Linked DNA regions of Mus musculus: region 1 is linked to region 2. The links are chromatin contacts, called in public HiChIP or PLAC-seq maps. All regions are on one chromosome and are shown on one strand. The core of a region is the stretch at or near the end of the contact, and the rest is flanking DNA. Distances in the headings are between cores, read along the strand shown. Region 1 overlaps Phgdh (3-phosphoglycerate dehydrogenase). Region 2 holds the start of Hmgcs2 (3-hydroxy-3-methylglutaryl-Coenzyme A synthase 2).

What was found. HiChIP or PLAC-seq counts read pairs in DNA pulled down with a chosen protein or histone mark.
Region 1: a contact with region 2 is called in an H3K27ac HiChIP or PLAC-seq map of neural progenitor cells, with 2.6 times the contacts expected there. The contact joins the enhancer-like site here to the promoter of Hmgcs2 in region 2. A contact is called at or near these places in 4 of 39 promoter capture datasets (3T3-L1-derived adipocytes, hippocampal neurons, macrophages and 1 more), 2 of 15 datasets of contacts at CTCF or cohesin (CD8 T cells and the NIH/3T3 cell line), 10 of 484 Hi-C or Micro-C datasets (the HPC-7 cell line, cardiomyocytes, cerebral cortex and 6 more), 2 of 115 datasets of contacts at active chromatin or transcription factors (embryonic stem cells and neural progenitor cells) and 2 of 9 other capture datasets (adipose tissue and liver).

What each region holds. Positions count from the first base shown.
Region 1 is chr3:98,312,153-98,318,178 of GRCm38.p6, forward strand. It overlaps Phgdh (3-phosphoglycerate dehydrogenase), which reads right to left. Exons shown (of 12, transcript NM_016966.3): 9 at 4,254-4,386; 10 at 2,913-3,043; 11 at 2,016-2,253; 12 at 1,019-1,305. The coding sequence ends at 1,151. Among named protein-coding and RNA genes, the nearest start is that of Phgdh, 25 kb to the right of the region's middle. Within about 2 kb of position 3,154, at least 18 of the 459 cell types and tissues checked have an H3K27ac peak or open chromatin away from gene starts, as enhancers often do. A contact at or near this core is called in neural progenitor cells, where this site is marked.
Region 2 is chr3:98,277,760-98,284,749 of GRCm38.p6, forward strand. It overlaps Hmgcs2 (3-hydroxy-3-methylglutaryl-Coenzyme A synthase 2), which reads left to right and starts at 2,672. Exons shown (of 10, transcript NM_008256.4): 1 at 2,672-2,828. The coding sequence starts at 2,725.

The DNA.
Region 1 (6,026 bases), core at 1,904-4,403, 35 kb after region 2:
TAGCTGATTGAAGAATTGGAGATGACAATGCCTGGAAGGATATTAGAGAGCACTGTTTAATTTTTCTACTTACATAAATTCAAAACTTTGTAAGGAATCATTTTAATTTTAGTAGTTTGTCACTTTTCTATTCTTACATGGAAGCAGTTACTAAAGACTACTGTCTGCTGTAATGAAACTTGGAAGAGCTCTGCCCAGCTACCTGTGAAGAACAGGCTGTGTAAACCTATAAGGAAATGTGTGCTTGCTTTGTGCTCAGTTCTGCTCTAAGGAAATGGGGGCTGGGACTATTGATCCAGACTCAGAGTTGATGTAAATCTAAGAATTCTTGATAATTATTAACAGTGACCAAAGCCTTGAGGATGTAGCCTTAGTAAATAAAAGGCTGTCTTCAGTCTCTCTCTGGGTATTACAATTAAGCTGAAGTTGAAGAATAAAGAGTACTGAGAATCGTCAGGGAACAGAGAGAGTACCTGAACCAGCAGCTTGCATCTAATACTGACTCGGAGTCATTATTGAATCAGCACCGTCCCCATTCCCAGCTTTCTCAGGACTCTCCTCATGCTGAGGCTGGACCTCAGCAGGTGCAGGAGGTAGCCACTTTGAATTCTTCAAAAGCAAGTCATTATTCAGTTATAAAACTAGCTCTAGATCAAGTGCAGCTAACTGGAGGGCATTCCTTAGAATGAGTGATACCTCAGGTTTGAGATCTTCCAATGGGGGAGGGGGTGGTGGTCGTGAATTCTGCCTTTTCAGTTTGTGGGAGGTTGTGATTGGCCAAGGGCCACTACTGCAAAGAAATGCCCCCATACTCTCCCACATGACCTTCAAACTACTTCCTCCTCCCCAGACCCGGAATCTCTACACCGCTGCAGCATATGACCTGTGTGTTTAGCCACATCCAGAAGACCCTAACCTTCCTCTATATACCCTGCTGGTCAGCTGCCAAAACCTAGAGAGGCGGCCTGTGGGCGCCCTCTGCTGGCCTTTCTGGATAATGATCACACAGACACCATGTGGAGTTAAGAATTCTTTACTAGGTATTAGTTCAGGCAGATGCCCTGGTTCTGCGATCCCCTCTCCCTATAGGTCACAGTTGAGCGGGTTTCTTCAGAAGAGCCTGTGGGGCTGAGAGTGCTGAACCCCAGGGTCAGAAGCAGAACTGGAAAGCCTCCAATACATGCTGCTTCCATGTTTCCAGGCTGGGCAGCAGGGAGGACAGGCCCATGACGTGCCAGGGCTCTCCGTCAGACACCATGGAGGTTTGGTAGGACAGCAGCTGTACACCCGCCTCTGCCAGGAGGCCTGGGAGGAAGGAAAGGAAAGCCCTGGTTAGGTTGAGGGAAGGGGTGAGAGGGCAGGGCCCAGAGCAGGCTTCCATGGCCAACGATGCATGGGGGATGGAGAGGGAAGGAGGGGGAGGGAGCTTAAATGGCAGGACAGGTGAATTTCTTCTGCTACGGGACTCTCTCAGCACTGCCTGAGCATCAGGTGAGGTGGAGGGAGGACAGCAGGAGAAGCAGAGAACCTCCCTCTGGGCAGCTGACAAGTGGGATAAGATGACTCCCCCTACCTCCCAAAGTCTGGGGACACACCCTCTGCCAAGACCCAGAACCTTCGGCAGCCCAGGTCTCAGGGGAGACTGGGGCCACACCACAGAAGAGGTACTCTGACACACTTTGCTGTGGCTAAGCTGGCCACTAGGATCTATAGAAAGGCAGTCCATAAAGGACTCCTGGGACACAGACTGTGTGTGTACATGGCAAACTTGTGCCATGGCCGGGGATAGTAGCAGGCACTCTGCCCATACCGCTGTGATCTCAGATAAGCCACTTCCCCGCTGTAGAAACAGTTCAGGAACCCTCTGTGAGGGACATATAGACATGCCTGAGGCAGAAAAAGGCCCAGAGGAAGCATCTCTCCAGGGCCAGGGCCCAATTCTAGGGATTCCCCCCCCCCCCCCCCATCTCTACTTCAGAAGCCTGGCCAGCCTCCCTGACAAAAAGCCTTCTCACCAATCATAGTGGGCAGCATCCCAGGGTCGGAGGGCTGAGCCCGGAATACGAGCAGGGGTTGGCCCCTGCGTAGTGGCACCTCTGGTCTGAAGACAGCTCCGTTGAGCATCTGCAGCATTGGTGTGGTGCCCTGGACCAAGCCCACGGCTTGGTAGGGAGCACCTGCCAGGGCCACAGTCAGGAGGCATTCCCCGCTACCCTGCTCCCCTGGAACCCCAGGGTTGTGGGAGGTGGTGACCTGTAGAGAGAAGACAGAGACACAGCCTAATTACCCATGTGTATCTCTCTCTCTTTCTCTCTCTCTCTCTCTCTGTGTGTGTGTGTGTGTGTGTGTGTGAGAGAGAGAGAGAGAGAGAGAGAGAGAGAGAAAGAGAGAGAGAGATCTAGCCTGGCCCACCAGTTCAGTCCTGGCTCACTAGTTCGGTGATTTGGGGCTAGGGACAAATGGCATGAGCATTATGCCCCCAGACATTAGCTTATTGGGACAGTCAATATGCCCCATAAAGGGAGGAAGGACCCCCCCACCCCTGCCTGCTTCAGAGCATTTTTGCACTATACATACAGTATTTTTGTGAGTATGAGCTCACTTCGAAATGCTCAGACATATGCTTTTTCCCTTTACAGATGAAGTAATTAAGACTAGCTCTCATCAGTAGACAGGGTGAATGGCAAGAAGCAAGCCCAAGTGAAACTGTGAACAGGCTTCTAAGATGAGGGGTGAAGCGAGGCTCAGGGGCATGTGCCTATAATCCTGGCACTGGGGAGTTAATAGCAGGAGGATCAGGAGTTCAAGGACAACCTGGGTTCTGTGAGAATGTCTCAAAGAAACAAATTTAAAAAAAAAAAAAAAAAAAAAAGGGATGGCAGAGCAGTGCTCAGAGTAACGACGGGGCGCACATTGAGGCCAGCCTCTTTCACCAGTAGCTTAGCGTTCACCAAGTTCACGTCTGCCTGCTTAGATGCTTCTCTCAGAAGGCCGACAATGACTGCAGGGCTCAGGCAGGTCCCAGCATTCTTCAGAGATGTTCCTGGGGACACAGAAGGTTGCCCTGAAGATCATTGTTTACTGGGTACCACAGGAGGGGGAAGGGAGCCACAGGCACTTAACCCTCAGCTACAAGGCCCTTGTTGGCCTGGGAACCCCAACTGCACCCTGCACTGGGCACTGCGACTGCTTCCAAGTGCTGAAAGCCAGCTGGGACAGATCTGGTTCCAAGGCCAGAAACCTAAGAAGCTTTAACCAATTGGAGGCACTCCCCTCCAAAATGCAGTCCAACTCATGGCAGGCCTCCATGGCCTGCCTGTCTTCCCAGAAGATACTTGAAAACTTGTGATGCCACCAGTGGCTGGAACTCGAGACCCTTGCAAACACTGAAGTAACTGCATGCCCTCAGCCCCCTGGCATGCTTCTTCAGGGTCTGGGTACTCAGGCCAGTGGACATGGTACCCCTGGCTGTGCCTGTCCCTGGTAATTCCAGTGTTTGGGATTTAACTGTCCTGCCCAACTTCACATTTTCTCCCCAAGAGTCAGGTGCCAAATAGGTGACAGGGTAAGACAGCCTTGTACAGGAAGAAGGGACCACCGGACTCCATCTGCAGAATGGTGGACCCACTACCAAGAAGAAAGCAGAGTTGCATGCAACTACAGGTTCATAATCAGACCCAAACAATTTTGTTGCATAATTTAAAATCTCTCTACAGATCCCAATGTCTTTTAACATGAAACTATCTGGTTGGGCTGGTGACAGGGTTCAGTGGTTAGGAGCACTGACTGCTCTTCCAGAGGTCCTGAGTTCAAATCCCAGCAACCACATGATGGTTTACAACCATCCCTAGCAAGATCTGACACCCTCGTCTGGAGTGTATTTACATATAATAAATAAATAAATAAATAAATAAATAAATAAATAAATCTTTTTTTAAAAAAAGAAAGAAAAGAGAAACTCCCTGGTCTCTCTTGCATGGAAAACATGCATATCCTAAAAACATTGCATAACTGTTATCTGTGACAATTAAATAAGTTTTCCCAGGGAATTTGTATCCCACTTACACACTTCCTTTGTCCACCTCCATAGTGGGTGAGTTACACCCAGAGCAGGATCCAAGTCCCCTGAATCTGCCACTAGATCTGCCATGAGCATTGGGCATACCCAGCAGAGATAAGTCCACATCCCCACTTCCCTGTCCCTAGGCAGTGCCCCTAGCTCCTGCTGTGGACCTGACCAGACCTCTGCTCACCTTGTGTAACCACCTGGATGGTCCCTTTAGGGGAGCCAGCCCAGGCGTGCATCAGCGTGCCCATTGCTTCTGCCAGACCAATCCAAGGCTTGGTGTGTGGAGAGAAGGCACTGGTGAGGGCCTGGGCGTTCACCTGCAGAGAGATGAGGATTAAATCAGGGCACACTTGCTCGAATGAACAGCTGAACCAGTGTTGTGTGGCCAAGGGTCAGCTTGGCATGGATAGGCAACTAAGGTTGTGGATGATGATGACCACCAACCATCAAGCAGGGAACAGGGACTTGTCCCTGTAGGTGAGAAGTACTAAATAGCCCTAAGAGGACACAGAAAGTTTCAACCACGCTACATGGCCAGAACAGGGGTAAGAAGCCTGGCTACCTTCATTGAGCAGCATTGGTACTGGCTCTCTCTGTGAGAGGTTGGCTTCTTGTGTGACAGAGAGGGGACAGCACAGTAAAACATGGAAGTCACTGATGGTGGGGGGGCGGAATGGTGCATCTCGGGGATGGTGATCGAATTTGCCGGTTTCCGTTTTGAGACAGGATCTCACTTCATAGTCTAGCCTGGTGAAACTCCAGCCTTACCTAACTCCTGAGTGCTAGGATTACAGGAGTGAGCCACCACATCTACATCGGGCTCATTTTATTATCTATTTTGATTATTTTAAGTGACTGCTCACATTTGTCGCTGAACACTATGCTCAGTTGCCATGACTTATAAACACATTCAGGCAGGTCTGATTATACTGTATTATGCTTCAAACATTCACCAGTGCCAAGATGCTGAGGCATGCTGGGAAATTGAGCATCTAGGGACAAGTAGAACATCCCTGGACATCCCAAGTATAGAGTCTCAAGGCACACACCTCCCCCCACCCACTCCCAGGGACCTCTAATAACAGAGCTTCTTTGTTCTGAGGTAAAATTCCTACTCCTTTTTGTGGTTACAGATGCTCTGGCTTCCAGCCAGGTGTTAACAATTTCTTTGCGGCTCCTTAGAAAGAATCCATCCAAGAAGGAGTTTAACTAGGAACCTGGGCTTTAAATCTGGGTTTGGTGGCTCCTGCGTATGATCTCTAGCAGTAAGAAGGCCAAGGGAGGAGGTTCTCTCTGTGTCCCGGGCCAGCTGTAGATTCAGAGTAAAACCCCATCTCTAAACACAAGCCAAACCCCCGCCCCACTGGCAAACGTACAAGAACTCGGGTTTGATGAAGAAAATCAAATAAGTGGCTATGAGATGAGAAAAAAAAACAATGCTTCTATTCTTGCTTTCAGTTATCATTAGACACGACTTTAGCGCTACTTGTAAAAACTGCAGGAGAGGAAGGAAGGAAAGTCAGAGGACGAGGAGGAGGAAGAGGGCTCAGACAGAGCAGATGTGCTCAGCTCAGAAGCCGCAGCACATCTCATTGTTGTCCAGTGAGCGGGGCCCACAGAGCCCAACCTGGGGATGTGCTCGCTGACTGTCGGTCCATGACAAAGATAAAAGGATGTGCAGTGGTCAGACTTGAAAATAAATAGGAAGATGCCAGGGTAGAGTCAGGCGCCTCTGGAAACCAAACTGGTCCTAATGCTCGTCTGTGCTATGGTCAGAGAACTGGAGAAGATGCAGGCATAATTAGGGAGAGATGTCCTCTTGTAATAAAAACATCTCTTTCCAAAGACTATCAGTAGCTTGGGGTGGTTCGTTCAACTTGCTAATGTTTATGGTGACTGAGAGATTTCATAGTTTATGTAAGATGGTAACACTCTGTCTTTGTACTCCATGGAGTTT
Region 2 (6,990 bases), core at 1,422-3,921:
CAGGCTTTAACCAGACTCAAGGCTGAGGGGCTCTTTTCCTTCCCATGTTCCCATGGTTCCACATGTCTTTCTGTCCTGCCTCACCAAACACTAAGAATCCCAGCAGGTTAATCGGCGTCACTGTGCTCTCTCTCTTCCATGTAACAGGCCAGCTTTGTTTACCAGCTACTTGTGCTAAGCATTTGTGAGTGTTAATAAGTATCCGAGGTTACTACTGTTGTGTCCAAGTTACAGTAGATGTCTGAGCAGGGTCAAGATTAGGACTGAGCTGGGAGGTCACGAGAAGTGCAAGAATTTAATAACTTCTGTAAGAAGCCAGGCTAGAAGGTTCATGTCTGCAAGAATGTTGAGGGAACAGAAGACGGAGAGGAAAACTTGGTCCATGTGTTTAGAAACATTTGAGGGGAAGTGGAGCAAGACTGTCATAGTGCTGAAAGAAATGAGAGGGTATTGAGTGCCCTGGACTGATGGCCTGGACTTTCTCACATAGCCCCAGCTGGCTCAAACTTACCCCAGGATAATCCTGGACCCCTGCTCCCCCTGCCTTCACCCTTGAGTGCTGTGGTGGCAGAAATAGAGCATTGTATCTGGCTTGACAATAGGAGGGAGGCTCTGAAAGGATGGAGAGCAGAGGATGAAATGTGCCTCAATACCCAAGGTATCAGTGAAGACCCAAGAGGACATGCCTTGTTCCAAGGACTGACCCAAGGAGCCTTGGGTATGGGTGGCCTGAGGGGTGGGCCTGGGGAAGGAAAAGAGCAAAACTACTCTTTGAAAGAGCCATAAGAATGCCAGCTGATTCATCCATGCCATTCTCAGTGCCCAGACAATTAACAAGGGACTTTCAGAGGAAAGACGACAATAAAGAATTCTCTTGATGACAGAACTCTGCAGAAGGCTCAGTGGAAGAGCAGGAGCAATAGGTGGAGACTGAGTTAGAAGAGATGAGTGTCAAGATGAATGTGGGGAGAGGGCCAGAGAAATGTTTGAGCCTGACTGACAATGTGGAGGCAGTAAGGAGGAGGAGGGGCGCATCTAGCTGAAGGGGGTGTTGCCACTCATGTCCTTGAGTCTGCGAGTTCTATAAACTTCTTTGTGGAATTGAAAACAGCCCTTGTTATTCTCCTGGAAACTATATCCCAGGGGGAGTCTGTTAAGGGCTTGGAGAGCCACAGATGCTCTCAGTAGGGGCCTTGCCACAAAGAGGCTGTTGCAGGTAGGCATGGCCTAAGCTGCAGTCTCATGGGGATTCAACAGTATGGAGACAGAGACATAAAGTGGAGAGGGGACCAGGGAGCCTCCGGATTTAGGGGAAATAGGTGGAGCTTCTGGCTTCTGGGAAATAAATAAACCAAGAGCTATCCTGGTTCTTGAGACTCTTTCATAGAGTTGCATTAGATATCAGGGTTAACTGCTTCAACTGCTGTGTGAGTGAGACATAGGGACTTTCTACATGAGGAGCATGAGATAGAGACTCATCTTTAAGACTTTTGTCTTAAGAAGTAGTAGAGGATCTGGATGGGTGGCTCAGTGGGTAAAGTGAAAGTGTGGAGCCTGAGTTTGGAACCCCATACCTGTGTAAAAGCACATACCCGTACCCCAGCTCTGGAACCGCAGAGGCAGGAAGATCCTAGGAGCCCTTTTGGCCACCCCAATAGGCAAGCTCCAGGTTCAGAGGGAGAGACACACATCATTTTAAGACTAAGATTGAGAGTGCTAAAGGATGGTATTGATGCTAGCCCCTGGCAGCCACAGGTGTGCTCAAGTGGGAGCATGGCTGCATGCACACAGCCACAGGTGCACACTCATAGGAGCACAATTACATGCACAGTCCGGAGTCAAAAGATGCTGGGGGATCCCCACTCTGCAGCTTTGTAGACATGGGTCTTTGAGGACTCTGTCCTCCCTGTCTCTAAAATCCAACTTGTAATAAACTTCTCCTTCCTAGGAAAGCCTGAACTTCAAGACAGTCTCCTTTTGAGGGATTCTGAACCTCTCTAGCAGCATCTGCTGCGTCCCTCTTGGAAGCTCTGTGAAGCTCTGTGTAAGCATAATGACGGACAATAAAGATAAGAGGAAAACAACCAGCTCCACAGACCAAAGCCAGCCAGCCCGTCAGATGTGCGTCAACACCTACTCTCAACTGCTTGAAGAGCTGGTATTAAAAGGTTATACCAGTAATCACAGTGCTCATGGAGGCTGAGGGAGGAAGACTGATTTCAAGTTCAAGGCTAGCCTGGGGTATTTAAGAAGAAATGGAGGTGGAGGGGGGATTACTCTTTGGTTTTGAAAGCTGCTTCTTATAGAAATGGTAAGAATAACATCTGACTGCATAAAGTGGTTAGGGGTTAGGAACAGATGGTGAGCCACTCAGCAGAGGAATCAGGAGGCTGCAGAGACGAGTTGGGTGACTGCTGATTGTTGGATGTGTTAGAAGGAGCATGCAAGCTTGCATGGTTAGGCAAAAATAAGGCCAACAATGAAGTCTCAGAGCCAGCCAGCTAGATACCAGCCAGGAACAGTGCAGCTATGTACATGTTAGACATGATGTTTTCCTTTGACTTGTTCTGAGACCTTTGGCCCAGTTTTTCCCCAAGCAGGCAGGGGCCTCGATAAGCGGAGGCGGGGCTTCCAGAGCCTGGAGTCTTATAAAGCCCAACCCAGAATCGTTGGGCATCTCTCCCAAGGGCTGTGGACTGCTGGCTTTCTGTTGATACCTTAGAGATGCAGCGGCTTTTGGCTCCAGCGAGGCGGGTCCTGCAAGTGAAGAGAGCGATGCAGGAAACTTCGCTCACACCTGCTCACCTGCTCTCAGCAGCCCAGCAGAGGTGAGTGGCCTGCTCAGAGGGTCTACATAGATCACTCCCAGACAAGCACCGTGGGGACCAGTAAAACGCGGGGCTTGTTGGAGGACTCACTAGAACCTCAGTCAAAAGCTGGCGAGGTTGTACTCAGTTATAAACAAGTTAGCCTCATTTCTAGACAGCACCTGTTAACTGTTGAGCTGGAAGTGTCTAAGCCAGAGGTCCTCAGCCTTCCTAATGCTGCAACCCTTAATACAGTTCCTCAGGTTGTGGTGACCCCCGCAACCATAAAATTATTTTTATTTCTGCCTCATAACTAATTTTGCTGCTATTATGAATCATAATGTAAATATCTGATATGCAAGATGTATTTTTATTGTCGTAAACTGATCCAAGGGGACAGGACGCACAGGACTCCCAGCCTAAGCCTCTGATGCACTTTGTTTAGGAAAAGCAGCAGCCTTTCCTCTGCCGGCCACAGGGGGCAGCAGACCTCAGGATCCTGCAGCTGCAGTTGTGGTTTAACTGCTTGCTGTCGTTCACTGTGGCAAGATCCAGTATGGACCAAAGAGACGAAGCAGTGTTTCTCCGTGCTTCGGTTTTGTGAGATGAAAGATAAAAATTGTGTGTGTGTTTCTCACTGTGTGTGTGGGGTGGGGTGGATGGGTGGATACATGTACTTGTGAAAGAAAAACAAACATGCCTTCTTTCTTTGTAAACACCCTTCAGTCTCGTCCAAGTAACTGTGGTTGCTCAGAGTTGATGGGACACATCTGGGCTTTGTGCTTCAGGCTCCCAGCTACTTGGGTGTTTTCTCTTTTGCTCTTTGTCCACTGAGCTCAGAGTCCCAGGGCTTCCTTTCCACTTATACCCATGAGTACTGAGTTTTTAGGGAACCTCTTTGCTATGGTGCCCTCCCTTGTCCCGCCCTGCTGGAGCCTGGGTATAGGTGTGGAGGGGAAAGGAGCAGTGCCCTTAAACCTCCTGATTTGCTTTTAGCGCCACTGACATCCACTTCCCCACCCTTGCAAAACCACTGCGTTTTATTTGAATGTTCCAGCTTAGACTTTAGCTTGCTTCTTTTCTATTTGCGAGGAAGTTATGGGGTTTACTTATTTCAGGGCCAGACAGGGTGACCATTTCTCAGTCCCGTCCCCCCCTTTTAAGACAAGGTCTCTATGTAGGTTTTTGTTTGTTTGTTTGTTTTTTGTTTTGTTTTGTTTTTTTGACAGGGTTTCTCTGTGTAGCCCTGGCTGTCCTGGAACTCACTTTGTAGACCAGGCTGGCCTCGAACTCAGAAATCACCTGCCTCTGCCTCCCAAGTGCTGGGATTAAAGGCGTGTGCCACCACCGCCTGGCTTTCTTTATGTAGTCTTGACTGATCTAGAACTTACGATGTTGACCAGGTTGGCCTTGAGCTCATTAAGATCCACTAGTCTTTGCCACCAGAACACTGGGGATAATCCCAGTAGTGGTATGTACCACCATGCCTGGCACAAACCTTCCCTACGCAACAGTAGGCCACTACCCAAGAGGCAAGCCTCCACCCTCATCAACATTCTGACTTCTTTGGTTTGTGCCCTGGAATTCTTATTCACGTTTCCTGTCTCGTTGCCTGAACTACTAATGTTCTTTATAGGTCACCTTTGCTCTCAAGCAGTGGCTCTCAACCTTCCCGATGCTGTGACCCTTCAGTACAGGTCCTCATGTTGTGCTGACCCCCAACCATAAAACCACTTCATTGCTACGTCATAACTGTATTTTTTTACTGTTATGAACCATAATGCGAATATCTGATATACAACCCTCAAAGACATCGGGACCCACAGGTTGAGAACTGCCGCTGTAAGGGGTCTACCTCTGTAATGCGATCCACATCATTTAAGTCCACCTCAGAATACCCATTTACTTCCCGGCCCTATATTAAGTATCCGGGAGTCAGTGTTTCTCACCTTTAAGTCTCCCTGCACACTCTCCTCTGTGAAGGTTCCCTAGCTCGCTCATGCACCCCCACTGTGGCCACTGCCCCTTCACCTCCTCCAGTCCGTCACCAACAGAAAACTACTCATCTGTCAGTCAAGATTGATCCCAGGGGCTGGTGAGATGGCTCTTCGGGTAAAGGTGCTTGCAGCCAAACCTGAAGACTTAAGTTCGATCCCCAGAACGTACATGTAGAAGGAGAGAAATTTGTCTTCTGACTGCTTCTGACTTCTGACAAATAAAAAAGGCTGCCCTCAACTCAGCCTCTCCCATGAGATCCTCCTTATCCGTCCATCCCAGAGAATCTCTGCTTCCTTTGCACTGCGTGATTTTGCCTGCATCTCTTTCATGGTCTTACCTCCCCTCTCCCACCAGCCTTTATAGTCGGGGTATATACATGCTCATCTCTTTCTTCACATCCACTAAGGATGTTGAGAGCCTTGCCCTCTTCGGTGAAACTCCTTCACACAACAACACCCTTCTCTTCGTGGGATTGTTAGCCGTGAACCCACAGGGAGGCAGGCAGGGTGGTATGAAGTGAATGAGGGCATGGTGCATGAAGCTGACTTAAATGCAGTCAGTGATCATCCCTTAGAGGAAGCACAGGATAAGACGGGCACTCTCATGCAAAGGGCCCAAGCACCAACCAAGCCTGGGAGCTTCTGAAAGCCTCTGTGCGCTACTTGTCTTTAAGGCTCTGAAACCCACATCCAGAAAATCTCTACCAAGACAATAAGGAGAGTTACAGGCTCTCTGATCTTCTCCCTGAGTCTTGTCTTTCTGTATGGGAAGACAGTGAGGGAGTCAGCCCAGAGGAGGCAGAAAATGAACCTGCAGGGAAAGCTGCCACGCTGGCAGCTCCAAACATGAGCTAACCATTAGCTCTTGGTCCTGGGGACTCTCCCCCATAAATATTTGAAAGTTCAAACTCCACTTATTTGGAAGGCATCAAATAAATAAGTTCCTGCCCTCTTTCATCAGAGGCTGATGAGCCCAGATCGCTCTGCTTCGGTATCTTGTGATGATTGGGTGGACGCACTTTTGTCTCACAGGGGTCCTTAAGAGGGACTTTCCTGGTGGGAGCATTGGGGGCCCTAGAGATACAAATCAGGAGAAGCACTTAATATGAGCCCTAGCCTCCGGGTACAGAGAGAGCTTGGAAAGCCAGGTGTCCGAGGCACCAACTAGCCAGAGTGTTTCTAAGACAAGAAACAATGGGGAGTTCCTGAGCCATCATTCAACCAGTGCTTATTGTGAAGATAGGTTCAGACACCTGCCCATGAGCGCCTCTAGGGGAGGGACTTACAGCCAGGAGGGGAAACTGCAGACTTTCACCAGAGGAGTTGGGGACCTGAAGTGAAAGGTAGAGAGACACTAGAAAGAAAAAAAATCTCTCTTCTACTGGCCCATTTTCTCCATTGAGAAAAGCGCTTTCTGTCCTCTGTGCTCCCACAGGTTGGCCTGCTCCACTGCACAAGGAGCTATAAATTGCTTCCCGCTTTGTGGGCACAAAGGGTGTCTGTCTTATTCTATGGTGAGTCAGCTCTGCATGAGGAGTGTCCGATGAATATCGAGAGTCCCAAATCAGAAGAAAGCAGGCAGAATGGAAGATAGGGAAAAATTTCCTTCAAAGGGAGAAAAATAACCTGGGCATTTTGGTGCACATTTGCAATCCCAGCACGCAGGAGGCTGAGGCAGGAAGATCGTGAGCTCAAGGCCAGCTTGGGCTAACACAGTGAGCCTTTGTCTCGAAACAAGACAAATATTGCAACAAGTGGGAAAAGGATTGGTTTGTTCTTGGGCAGTAAAAAGAAGGGTTAGGGGAAGATAAGGAGAAGCCCACTGTAAAAACACAAGTCGAGGTTTCTAAATGATTCTGAGAGCTTACTGCATATGTAGAAAGAAAGCATTTGGATAATAAAAAAGGGATAACAGAGCTGACTTGCAGAAAGGTCTGACATTCTGAAGGGAGTGTTGTATTTTAATGGGCACACACAGTAACTGTTATAGAATAACAAATAAAAGCACACATACATCACACAATGACCAGATCAGGGTGATTGGTTTATGTATCCTTACAGACCTTTACCACTTCTGTGTTGGGGCATTCAAAATCTTCCCTATTTGCTACTTTAAAATACTCAATTAATTGCTGTCGATCACGATGATCCTGCTATGTCATAAGGCACTGCAAGTTACTTCTCCT